Linked DNA regions of Mus musculus: region 2 is linked to region 1. The links are chromatin contacts, called in public promoter capture Hi-C maps. All regions are on one chromosome and are shown on one strand. The core of a region is the stretch at or near the end of the contact, and the rest is flanking DNA. Distances in the headings are between cores, read along the strand shown. Region 1 overlaps Ttc4 (tetratricopeptide repeat domain 4). Region 2 overlaps Acot11 (acyl-CoA thioesterase 11).

Region 1 (6,295 bases), core at 2,815-5,314:
AACCAGGTAGAATCTGGCCCACATCTTGCTCAGGAAGCAGGCTCTTCACAGATTTCCACCACACTCTTCAGAGTGTACAGAAACTTTGTTTCCAAAAAATTGTTTTTTTCTTTCTGGTTTAGTGAACATCTCTCCATGTCTATCACTGGCAATTTGGGCTAGATCATCATTCTCTTTGTGGCATGCATCATAGGAAATTAAAAGGTATGTCTGGTCTGGTCTCAACCTTCCTAATGCCAGCAGCACACACCAGGTTATGATGTCATCTGAATGATGTCATGCAGAATCACCCACTTGTGAATCTACCAGACTGTGAAACAGTGCTTTTGAAGAGAGCTGTTCACTGAGGACATACCACTCCTGGGCTGAGACCTCACATGCACGGGCTACAAGCAATGTCAAGGAAAGATGATCATTTTACAGTTGACAGGAGCTTTAAGCAGCAGACCTGGCTCAAGCCTACCAATGGAGCTCTTGGTGCATGCTCTCCCTGAGGTAGTCTGAATGAGAATGGTCACCACAGACTCAGATATTTCAGTGTTTAGTCTGCAGGTGATAGAACTGTTTGGGAAGGATTAGGAGGTGATGGCCTTGTTGGAGGAAGTGTGTTGTCTTAGTTAGGGTTTTACTGCTGTGAACAGACACCATGACCAAGGCAACTCCTATAAGGACAAAATTTAATTGGCTGGCTTACAGGTTCAGTCCATTAACGTCAAGGCAGGAACATGGCAGCATCCAGGCAAGCATGGTGCACGCAGAGCTGAGAGTTCTACATCTTCATTTGAAGGTTGCTAGTGGAAGACTGACTTCCACGCAGCTAGGATGAGGGTCTTAAGACCACACCCACAGAACAGAGACACTTTTAGGCCCCTCACATAGACTTTGAGTTCTTAAAAAGGAAGTCAGAGGAAAGTCTCTGACTGAGGAGAGAATGTCTGCAGTATTTCCAAAACGTGTGTGTGTGTGTGTGTGTGTGTGTGTGTGTGTGTGTGTGTGTTGGGGGTAGGGTTTAGTGGATTTACAGGGACCTGCTCTGGTAAAGAAAGCTGCACTTGTCTCCCTAAATATTTCAAACAATTTCTCTTCAAGAAACAAGGACACAAACAACACAAGATCTCATATTAGCCCATCTGAAGGCCACCAGCTGGTTTCAGTTTAATAATGTATTAGTCAGTTTTCCTATATTGACGAACAATCCCCCAAATCTCAAGTGTTTACTACAAACACATTTGCCACTCATGTAACAAACAATGGCTTTAGGCCAGCTGCTGTGGGCTTTGCTCAGACACCAGGACTACTCCTATTTCAGAAATGAGACCTCACAATAAAGGGAAAACAACACAAGCCTACTTGCAAACCACTGCCCATTGACTCCTCAAGCTTCTGTCAGATGTGGCACAAGCCCTTGCATGGGCATTGAGAAGTAGAGAATCCAGTAGGGCTCTGAGTAGTCCCAGGATCCAAGTTTATACAGTCAACAGAACAGGATGTGGCTTCATGGCTGCAGTCACTTCATGGCATCCACAGCATCTTAGCTTTCCTCCAGGCTGGTGAAGCAACTGAGCCAGTCTTTCAAGCCTTAAGGCCTTAGAGTATGTGCAGGGCTGGTTTATTGCCTTGGAGTTGTGCCTTCTGTATGTGCCCGATGCCACAAAGGTTAAGACTGTCACTGCATCCTGCGACAGTCTCTGGGCTAGGGAGTTACCAAGGCCAGCTATTCTGGTAACTGCAGTGGATGATTTTTTCAGAGATGGACTCCAAAGATGTACTGGCCAGGGCAGGGCTGTGAATCTGAGGAGAGTGCGGCCCAGCTGGAGCCCAGCACTCAGCCAGACAGGCTTAGGTTCAGGGGGTCCTGCAGCTTCTTCCCCAACAAGAGGCTGGGAACCACTGTCCCTGAGGATAGAGTGCTACACTCTAGGCCAGATGATTCCCGTGTACAAAGTCCAGCAGAGGAAGTTGAGGGAAGAGACCCCAGGGTCTGGCTCCCATGTTACCTGTGCACCTTCTTCCCCTGGAGGTAATTCCTACAGAAAGGCGAGGATCCTACACAGACCAGGAATGCCGGGGTAAGGGCCTTCACGCAGCACCTGCAGGGAGCACAGCAGAGTGCTTAACTGCATTATAAGCGCCATTATCCCTGGACCTTCCCAGCCACACTCCAGGTGAACCTCGGATGTACACAAACGTTAAAGTACAACTTAGCACATTTGTTTGTCTGAATATTCCTAAGTCTGCAGACAGCATGACGGCAGTCTCCCCTTAAAACTCTGGCATCAGGCACACATAGGGCTAAACATGAAAGAAGACCACAAAACAAGCTATCAGTTCGTTCCATATTCTGGGAGTGACTAGTGTAAAGCAGGCTCTTACTGACTTGCGGTTACAGTCTGTATCCCAACAAGCCAGGTTTGCCCACCCGTTCCCACTGCGGTCACACTGAATAAATCTCTCGCCTTTAAAAAACAACCAAACCAAACCAAACCAACTACCCAAATCCCTATTAATGCTCTTTTAATTGGTTTCCCGAGAATGGGAGCCAAGCCTGGCTTCTTGAGGTATAGACTATGACTCCAAGTTTAGAAATGATGCCCTGTGTTAAGAAACTAGATTAAAATATATACATGTGGACTAATAAAATGGCTTATTAGACAATGGCACTTGCTGCTGTACCTGAGACTCAAAGAGTGGAAGAGGGAACCAACTTCCTCCATAAGTTGTCTTCGGACCTCCATACATATGCCATGGCATGGGTACTGCCCATAATACACATTACCCCAGATAAACGTTAAAAGGCATACTTTAAAACAACACCAACAAAAGCTGGGCGTAAGGATGCATGCCTTTAATCCTAGCATTCAAAAGGCTGAGGTGAGGAGTCTCTGTGCATACAAGACCAACATGTTCTACATAGGGAATTTTAAAACAGCCAAGGATGTGTAGAGAGATCCTGTCTCAAAACAAACACCGCTACAGTTGGGTGTGGTAATCCATGCTTGGAATTCCAGCACTTGAAAGGCAGAGGTAGGAGAATAAGGAGCGCCAGATCATCCGTAACTACACAGCAAACTGGAAGCCAGCCAGGGCTACACACAGCCCTGTTTAACAACTCATCTCAAAACCAAGCCAAAACCCATAACCATGTTCTGGCTCCCAAGTCTATCCCTGAGGGAGGCTATAAAGGACATGTGAAACACACACCCTTAGTCCAATAAGGTATGGCCCTAGTAGCTACAGGGGGACAGGAAGGACTTCCTGGAAGACGCCAGGCCTGAACTTGGCATTAATTTGGAAAAGTTTCTGGTGCACAGAGTGCAGGTAGCCAGATGGTCTGCTATTGCTAGATTGTGAAATTCACGGAGTAAGGCAGGCTGGAGAGGTGGATGAGGCCCTGGCCTCCCAGGCCTAGGTGTGTTGGCATTACACAGTGGGCCATTTCTGGGTTTGGTTCATGTCTTCAGGCTCTGAAACCTGAATATAATCACTCACAGTAGCCTTTGCGTTTCTGAGCATATGGGATTGGTGCTCCTCTGAGGGTCAGTCTGCCTTATGTTATGTTAGATTCTTCTTGGAAATGGGATACAGTGAGCCTCAGGCCTTGAGAAATGTCCCTCCACACCCTCCAAGCCAAAGCAGGCACTCGGGACTTCTGGACACCTTTCCAGGTCAACTGTTCAGGCCCTCCCTCCAGTCCAGCCTCTCCCATGGGCCTCACCACCCAACAGTACGGATAATGCAAATCTGCACATTCCTCCGTGCTCCTTCCTTGAGCTCCCCTCTGCAGCTCCGTTCACCACCCTGGATGAAGTCCATGCTCCATGAACCGTGCTAACTCAGCTCTCCAGCCTCCCTGCTGAACATGCCCGAAGACCCCCTTCTCCTGTACAACTGGCTTTTATTCTAAATGCAGAAATCCTTTGCCTTAGACTTTTTCACTTTGCTGCAAGTTGGAGAAAAACAGACCCAAGAGTGAACTTGTTAATTCCCTCAGGGCATTCTACGGAAGCTGTTAAAGAGGCGGCTGTGGAATCTGCTTGCTACCCCTGCTGATAACAGACTCCTCCCCAGCAGGCTGTACCATGTCTACAAGGGCACTCTGTCGTCTGCCTGCATCCTAACTAAAGTACCCTAGAAGCATGTACCCATTCTATAGGTGAAGGCAGAGCCCCAGAGAGAATATGCTCAGGGTCACACGGTTAGGGAACCTAGGAGTGTCTGCAATATTCTTTCCATGTGACAGTGTCAGGAGACCAGTGCAATCAGATAATGGAAGCTACCCCAGCTGCCTTCAGTTACACAAGCCAAGCAGCTTTTCCAATCTGAGACCAGGCTGATCACTTCCCATGGCCTGAGCTGTCACTCTCCTTCAGCCTCCTTGGCCAATGGCCTGGTTTAATGGGCCAGGCCAGTTTGGTGCCCCTGGCCTGTGAGAGCTGTGTGTCAGTGAGCAGAAGAGCTGACTAGACTCCGGAAGGGGCCTGTGAATTTTCTCATCCTCCCATGGAGAAGCTCACCTGGGGTGCTGCAGCACCTGCAACAGGGTGCTATCGGGAGACACCTGGTATAGTTCCGCCCTGTCCTCATCCTCGAAGTAGACCTGCAGATTAACCAGAAAAATGAGAGACAAACACAGGCTCAGACGGCCCCACACTGCTGCAGCAACTCTGAGAGGTTGGGATGGCAACTGTTACTAGTGGGATGCCTGCCTCCTCCACACAGCTGCAGGCTCCGGTGCTCGGGTCAGCCACAGCCATGCTGCCCATGCATGCCCAGCCATGGACCAGCTGCATTCTCCACGGCTCAGAGAAGGGGACCATCTCCTCGTGTCACTCGGGCAGTGAAGGGGCTACAAAGCTCAAGCCCAGGTCTGTTGCAGCCTTTAGTTTAGTCCCAGTGCCACAGAGGCGGGGAGCAGAACACCACAGTGACCCAAAGGAAGACCCAGAGCAGGTGAGACGGGTGTGTGTGCAGGGCACCAAAGCACAAGCAGAATAAGGACATGTCACAGGATACATCAAAGCTCAACCAGGACAGGGAGGCTCTCACGGCAAGAGCCAGCCAGCCGGCACAGGAAGAGAAGAGCTTCTTTAGAAGGCAGTAATAAAGGGTAGCAAGGTGGAGCCCAACAGGAGTGAAGGCAGAGAAAACACTGGGGATTATCAGGCCTCCAGCAGAAGGATGACCACCTGCTATGGCAGAGGATAACCTCGTGTTTTTGTTTTCTTGTTGCTATTTGCAGTACCAAGGATAGGACACAGGGGGTCACACATGCTAGGCAAGTGCTCAACCACTGAGCTATACACCTCTTTTTTATTTTTAAAATTCACTAAGTTGCCCAGGCTAGCCTTGAACTACTTGTTAGCCCAGGATGGACTCCTGCTTTAGTTTCCTAAGTGGCTGGGATTATAGGCCAGTGTCATTAAGCCCAGCTAGGATAGCCTGTGTGTGGGTTAGAGCTAGAACAGGATGAAGGGTGAGTGAGCCATGTAGGATGTGAGTCTGCAGAAGAAGAGAAAGGCTGCCATCCTGGGGCAGTAGCCAGCATGGGGCTGAGTGTTCCACATAGGAAGGTGCCAGTGCTGGTGGCAGAGGGGGGCTGATCCAAGAACACAAAGGTCAGCTGGGCATGGTAGTGCACAGCTGTAACCCTAGCACACACAGGCTAAAGTCAAGGGACTGACAGCCCTAACTACACAGTAAAAACCCAGCTCAAAATACCACTGACGTCTTCATTACAAATATAGAGATGAATAAAGTGAACCTCATGGTGCCAGAGTAGAACTGGAGATACGCAATGCTGCACACATAATCCTTCCCCAGCCACAAGTCCCCCTTCCCAATACTAATAGTATGCCTACTGCTAATACCATTCTCCATAGAAACAAGCAAGGATCCTAGGGGGAAAAAAGGGTTGCTATCAAAGCTGGGTGGAGAAAGCACAGCTCAAAGCTGGAGTACCTTGGGCCAGAAACAAGAACGTAAAGAAGGGAGGTGAGTTAGCCTATAAAGACAGAGCGGAATGAAGTCCAACTGACCAAGTCTACAATAATCTGGACATAAACTCCACAGTGATAAATTAAACTCATTAAATAAAAGAGGAAACCATAAATCCACTGAGTAAATAAACGTTAGGCCAGTGAGATGGCTCAGTGCTGAAGGAGCCTGCTGCCAAGTCTGCTGCCCTAAGTTTAGAACCCACATGATGGAGGCCAGAACTGGCTCCTGTAAGTTGTCTTCTAACATACACACACACACACATACATACATACACACACACACAGTTTAAAAACACTCA
Region 2 (5,569 bases), core at 246-2,745, 110 kb after region 1:
CCTGTTGCCATGGAAACCACTGCCAAAGGCAGCCCCAGCCTGGCTGTGCACCCGGAGCCTGCATGGATGTTGATGCAGGTGGCTGGATTTCTGGGTGTGGTTGCTCAGAGAAGAGGGAAGGTAGATTCTGTTTTCCCACATTATTCACAGGGTGAGAAGCTCGTAGAACATTCTAGACCAGTGATCTCAACCTTCCTAATGCTGCAACCCTTTAATACAGTTCCTCATATTATAGTGACCCCCCAACCACAAAATTATTTCAATGCTACTTCATAACTGTAATTTTGCTACTGTTATGAAATGTCATGTAAATATCTGATATGCAGGACATCTGATATTTGACCCCTGTGAGAGGGTTGGTGGAACCCCAAAGGGGTCATGACCCACGGGTGAGAACAGCTATTCTAGACAGAAGCCCTGAGAGAGCTGAGGAAATGCAGGAGGCTGGAGGCAGAGGATAGATGGGAAAACAAAAGAAGCCCCTGTGGGGAACACAGCAAAGACCCATATGCCCACACGGTATCCTGAATTACCACATCCTTGGTCACACAGGATGCTTACCAGGAATGCAGAGATCAGGGATCATGGCCCATCTCACAGATGAAGAAACTGAGAACAGCTAAGCCCGGGCCAGTAGTCAGCACTTGGGATCCAGACTCCCCTGCTCCTCTGCTTCAATCCTGAGACACACACACACACACACACACACACACACACACACACACACACACACACACACACAGTGCTGGAGTGTGGCCATCCCTTCGGACTCCATAATGTCTAAAGACAGGACTAATGACATTGTGGCTCTTTTCGTTCATTCATTCAATCAATCAATCAATCAATCATTCATTTGACAAGCACCTCTTCTGCATACTGGGCCCTAAGTCAAATGCCAAGGACACAAGATGCATTGAGCCTATATACAGTAAGACCTCAGCCAAGAGACAAACAGGACCAGACTTAAGTACAAATCCCATCCTGTCCCCCAGACACTGCGATTTCAAAGAAAGGCCCTTCCTTCCCTGAGCCAAGCCCTAGATCTAAGATTCTGGGTTCTAGCCTGAGTTCTGACCTGCCTAGTTTCCAGTGAAAAGCCATGGGGGTCATCACCCTGTGAAACAGAAATGCCACGCTTCGGTGAGCAGGGCTGAGTGCCTGCCTGAGGCAAGCAGAGGAACTTATTCCTATGTCCCCCTACTCTGCAAAAAGAAGTGTGCAGAACCCCAGGCTAATGCCCAGGCCACAGGATCGGGCCCTCCAATTACTATTGCATAAATGTCTCAGACTTTACTCTCTCCTTGAGCTCTGTGGTAATCTGCTCACTCCCAGAGCCAAGATGGGCAGCCAGCCAGCAGGAGGCAGGAATGTGTACAGCCAGGAAAGCTTTAGCCAATGGGGACATTAGAGCATGGCCACTCCTCCCAAGACTGCAGAAGCCTGGGATGAAGTCAGAGCCAGGCAAGCAGGGCCAAGACAGCTGACAGGGAGGGAGGGCGGGCATGTAGAGGTCAGAGCCAGGCCTTCCCTGACTACAGCTATGCCAGACACTGGCCCCAGGTCACCCAAACCTGGCCAGATTTTAGTCCTGACCCCAGCTGACCATGCCATGGACTTGGTTGGTTTCCATCCTCCTGGCCTGTGTCGCCCCACTGGGTCAGAGCAGAAGAGACCTCATTGCCCAAACCCTCTACAGTGAGATTTGAGACACTAAGGCTGCCCAGTGATACCCAGATGAGGAGCCAATAGAAACCTTCAGGAGCCAGGGTTGCTGCTAAGCAACCTAACGGCTTCCCCTCTATTTCCTCCATGGTCCAAGTAGCCAAGTCTTGGTGATCTCAACTCCTCCAGTCCTGCCCACCATCTGCCCACTCTGGGCCCTGTATGTCTAACTGTACATGTTTCCACAGCCTGACCTCAGGCCCCCACGCTCTACTGGCCATTCTCAGACTCCACTTAAAGCCCACAACCACAGCCACTTGCTGTGCCTTGCCTTCCAGGGAGACCTAATCAGATCTTCACAACGTCCCTGCCACAGGTCTTCTTGTGGCACTCTGCCCTTCCTAAAGAGCAGTCCCCACCAGGCACATTCCTCACTCAAGACTATCGGATGCAGAGGGAAGACAGGAGACAGATGCTGTTGGGTGCCTGAAGGCCAAGCCAAGGGGGTTCCTTTTAGTCCTGAAAAGCCCTGCAGAAAGGAACGCCCTACAGTGGTTAGTGGGGACAGGAAACCCAGAGTTTATGGGACCACTCTGCAGAAGCAGTCCTATGGCAAGGGACTATCCTGAAGGGAGTCACTGGCTTAGGAACCCTTGAAGTAACTCATCATGAAACAAGTGCTGGGGCCCCTTGGCTTAGGCTCGAGTGCAGTTATATTTTGAACCTGTACAATCTCAGGCAAGCTGTTCAAACTCAGTTTCCTTGCCCATAGAAAGAGGATCGATCCTAAGCCAGGCCTGGTGACACACACCTCTGATCCTATCACTGGGAGGCAGAAGCAGACAAATCTCTATGAGTTCAAGGCCAACCTGGTTTACATAGCAAGTTCCAGGGCATCCAAGTCTACATAGAGAGACCCTGTCTCAAAACAACAACAACAAAGATTATAATACCTGCCTCCAAGGGTTATCAAAGGGATGGCACTAAGGAGATCAAGCATGAAACACCCCTGGCATCCTCCATCCATGGAGGACATTTGTTGAGCACTTACTTTTAGCACTATGAAACTAAGTCAGATGCTGTCCTTTCTACCACGAAGATAGCAGGGCCACAGGGCAACCCAGGGCAGGGGTTAGGAGATTGTTATCATCTCCTCCAGGAGGGAGGCTGGGAGAATCTAAAACACCAGCGATCTGTGGTCCCCTGAACCACAAGGCAGAGCTTCAATCCCTGACACAGTCTACAGTCAAGAGTTCTTCCCTGCCCTCCCCTCCCCCATCCTGTCTCTGCCAAGGCCCCATGGAGAGCTATAATGGCATCCCACAAGGAGGTGGGAAGAGAGCCCTCTGGCCCACCCTGGGAGCCACAGGCAGGCCCCATGAAAGGCCTCATTGTCTGAAACCGGCCGCACTGAGCCATGTAATGATGTTGCCTAAACTGGATACAAAGGAGGCCATGGCCCCAGCCTCTCAGAGATCCCAGCTACACACACACACACACACACACACACACACACACAGAAAGAGAGAGAGAAGAACGCACATACACACCCCACAGAACACAGATTGAGAGCAAGAATGCAAACAAATCAAGTTAAGAAACCAGGAGGTAAGGTCCTCCCATCAGACCAGGCAAAAGTGAGTATTGTGGTTTCCAATCCCAAAAGAGGGATTCGAAGGAAGGAGCCCAGAGGACAGTTCCTCCAGGCTTCCTACGGTCTAGACCACCAGGCTTCAATGTTATCTGTACCCAGGAGCCAAGCAAGCATCTAGACTTCTTGCTAGCACTACATGTTTCAAGTCTGGGAAGGGTAGAGAAGTTAACCAGTGCTTTTTGGTCAAGCACTTCCTCCATGCCAGCTTAAGTGTCAGGGCCCGAGTTAGGTGTTCCCATATTGTCATTATCTTCCCTGCACAGCATCCACCTCTACTGACAAACAAAGCACGGAGGAGAAAAGGCACACGGCTTCTGCATGGTGGCTCTTCAGTCATCCCAAGCCCAACAGCGAAGACCATGGGTAGCTCTCCCCAGCATTTCTGCAAGCCCTAGATGTAAGAAGGGCAGAAACTCAGAGAAGTGAAGAAAATGACCTCCAAGTCACACAGTCAGTGACAGATGAAAGAACAAAGCCTCGGGCCCTGGGTCCCCCACGAGAGGCTGACAGGAGCTGATCGGACTGCTACATGTGCAGGCATTGGGTTTGCCTTACTTCTGAGCTCTTACTGGGCTTCTTGGGGTGGAGAGGGGGAGAAAGACCTGAACTCAATATGGAGAAGAAGGAAAGGAAGGCTAGGATAGGGACAAGCACTCTCTTTCTGCCCCTCCGATCCCAGCCTCAGGTGCTGTCTCCAGCCCTGCCACTTGGCCTCCTGGAGCTGAATATAAATGCCTTTCCCGGCACATCAACCCCATGAGACCTGAACGGGCCACTCTCATCTCAGTTTCTATATCTGCCAAACGCCTAAGGCTAGTGAGCCCACTGGGATAGCTAAACCCAAAATCACAGGGAGGAGCTGGACATGGTGGAGTAGGCCTGTGATTCCAGCACTTTTGAGGCTGCTCTAGCAGGGAAATGACAAATTAGAGGCCAGCCTGGGATACACAGAGACACAGTGGTGGTCTGAATGAGAATGGCCCCATAAGCTTATATATTTGAATGTCTGTCCTGCGTAGTCATATTCTGCCCCCACCCACCCACAGTTGGTAGAACGATTTAGAAAGGACTAGGAGGTGTGGCCTTACTGGAGGAGGAAGTGTATCATTGGGGGTGGGCTTTGAGGTTTGAAAAGACTTCCCGCCATTCCACTAGCGCTCTCTTCTCTCTGCCTTCTACTTGCACGTAGGATGTAAGCGCCCAGCTACCTCTGCAGTGCTGTGCCTTCCTGACTGCTGTGAAGGTTCACACCATGATGGTCATGGACTCTCTCTCTCTGAAGCTGCAAGCAAAGCCCTCAGTTAAAAGATGTCTTGAGTTCAATTTCCAGCAACCACATGGTGGCTCACAACCATCTGTAATGAGATCCTATGGCCCTCTTCTGGTGTGTCTGAAGACAGCATACAGTGTACTTACATACATTAAATAAATCTTTTTTTTTAAAGATGCTCTGGACATGTTTTTGTTTTTTGTTACTGCAACAGAAAAGTAAGTTAGACAGACACTGTCTCAGAAAACAATGAAATCATGGGAAATAAATAAGCACTGGTCAGGCTATGGAGACAGCCCTTTAGTGTCTGTTCCCTGGCCAGGCTATGCAGACGGCCCCTTAGTGTCCAGGCAGCAACACAGAAGGCTTGAACACCCGTGAAAGGTGTCACCTCAGAAAAGAAAGTTGAATAGAGGGTCTGGAGACATTGGTCAGTAGTGAGGAGTGTGATGGTCTTGCAGAAGGCCAGAGCTCTGTTCCCAGCATCACTTCAGAAGACTCACAATGGCGTGTAACTTCTGCTCCAGAGATTCTGCCCCCCTCCCCTGATCTCCATGAGCAGTCACATATGCACAAACCTACATGTGCACATAAAATACTTTTTAAAATTAAACAGAAGGGCTGGTGAGATGGCTCAGTGGGTAAGAGCACCCGACTGCTCTTCCAAAGGTCAGGAGTTCAAATCCCAGCAACCACATGGTGGCTTATAACCATCCGTAACAAGATCTGACTCCCTCTTCTGGAGTGTCTGAAGACAGCTAGAGTGTACTTACATATAATAAATAAATAAATAAATAAATATTAAACAGAAACACCTCACGTCTGAGCCCTTATCCTCCTAGGGTAGTCCCTTTTTTTTTTTTTTAATTTTTAAAGAAATCAAAATAGGTCCTCAAAATATACAGGTATACCAGCTTCTAGTTCAGTTAGAGACCCTGTCTCAACAAATACGGTAGAAGACAATATAAGGAAGACACACAGCA

The links. Capture Hi-C pulls out chosen DNA fragments and counts their contacts.
Region 2: a promoter capture Hi-C map of adipose tissue shows a contact between it and region 1. The contact joins two enhancer-like sites. A contact is called at or near these places in 2 of 115 datasets of contacts at active chromatin or transcription factors (CD8 T cells and bone marrow-derived macrophages) and 3 of 9 other capture datasets (adipose tissue, liver and pancreatic islet).

The regions. Positions count from the first base shown.
Region 1 is chr4:106,661,142-106,667,436 of GRCm38.p6, forward strand. It overlaps Ttc4 (tetratricopeptide repeat domain 4), which reads right to left. Exons shown (of 10, transcript NM_028209.2): 9 at 4,515-4,597; 10 at 667-2,090. The coding sequence ends at 1,994. Among named protein-coding and RNA genes, the nearest start is that of Pars2, 13 kb to the left of the region's middle. Within about 2 kb of position 4,065, at least 15 of the 459 cell types and tissues checked have an H3K27ac peak or open chromatin away from gene starts, as enhancers often do. A contact at or near this core is called in adipose tissue, where this site is marked.
Region 2 is chr4:106,777,181-106,782,749 of GRCm38.p6, forward strand. The region is part of intron 1 of Acot11 (acyl-CoA thioesterase 11); the gene reads right to left. Among named protein-coding and RNA genes, the nearest start is that of Acot11, 20 kb to the right of the region's middle. Within about 2 kb of position 1,496, at least 153 of the 459 cell types and tissues checked have an H3K27ac peak or open chromatin away from gene starts, as enhancers often do. A contact at or near this core is called in adipose tissue, where this site is marked.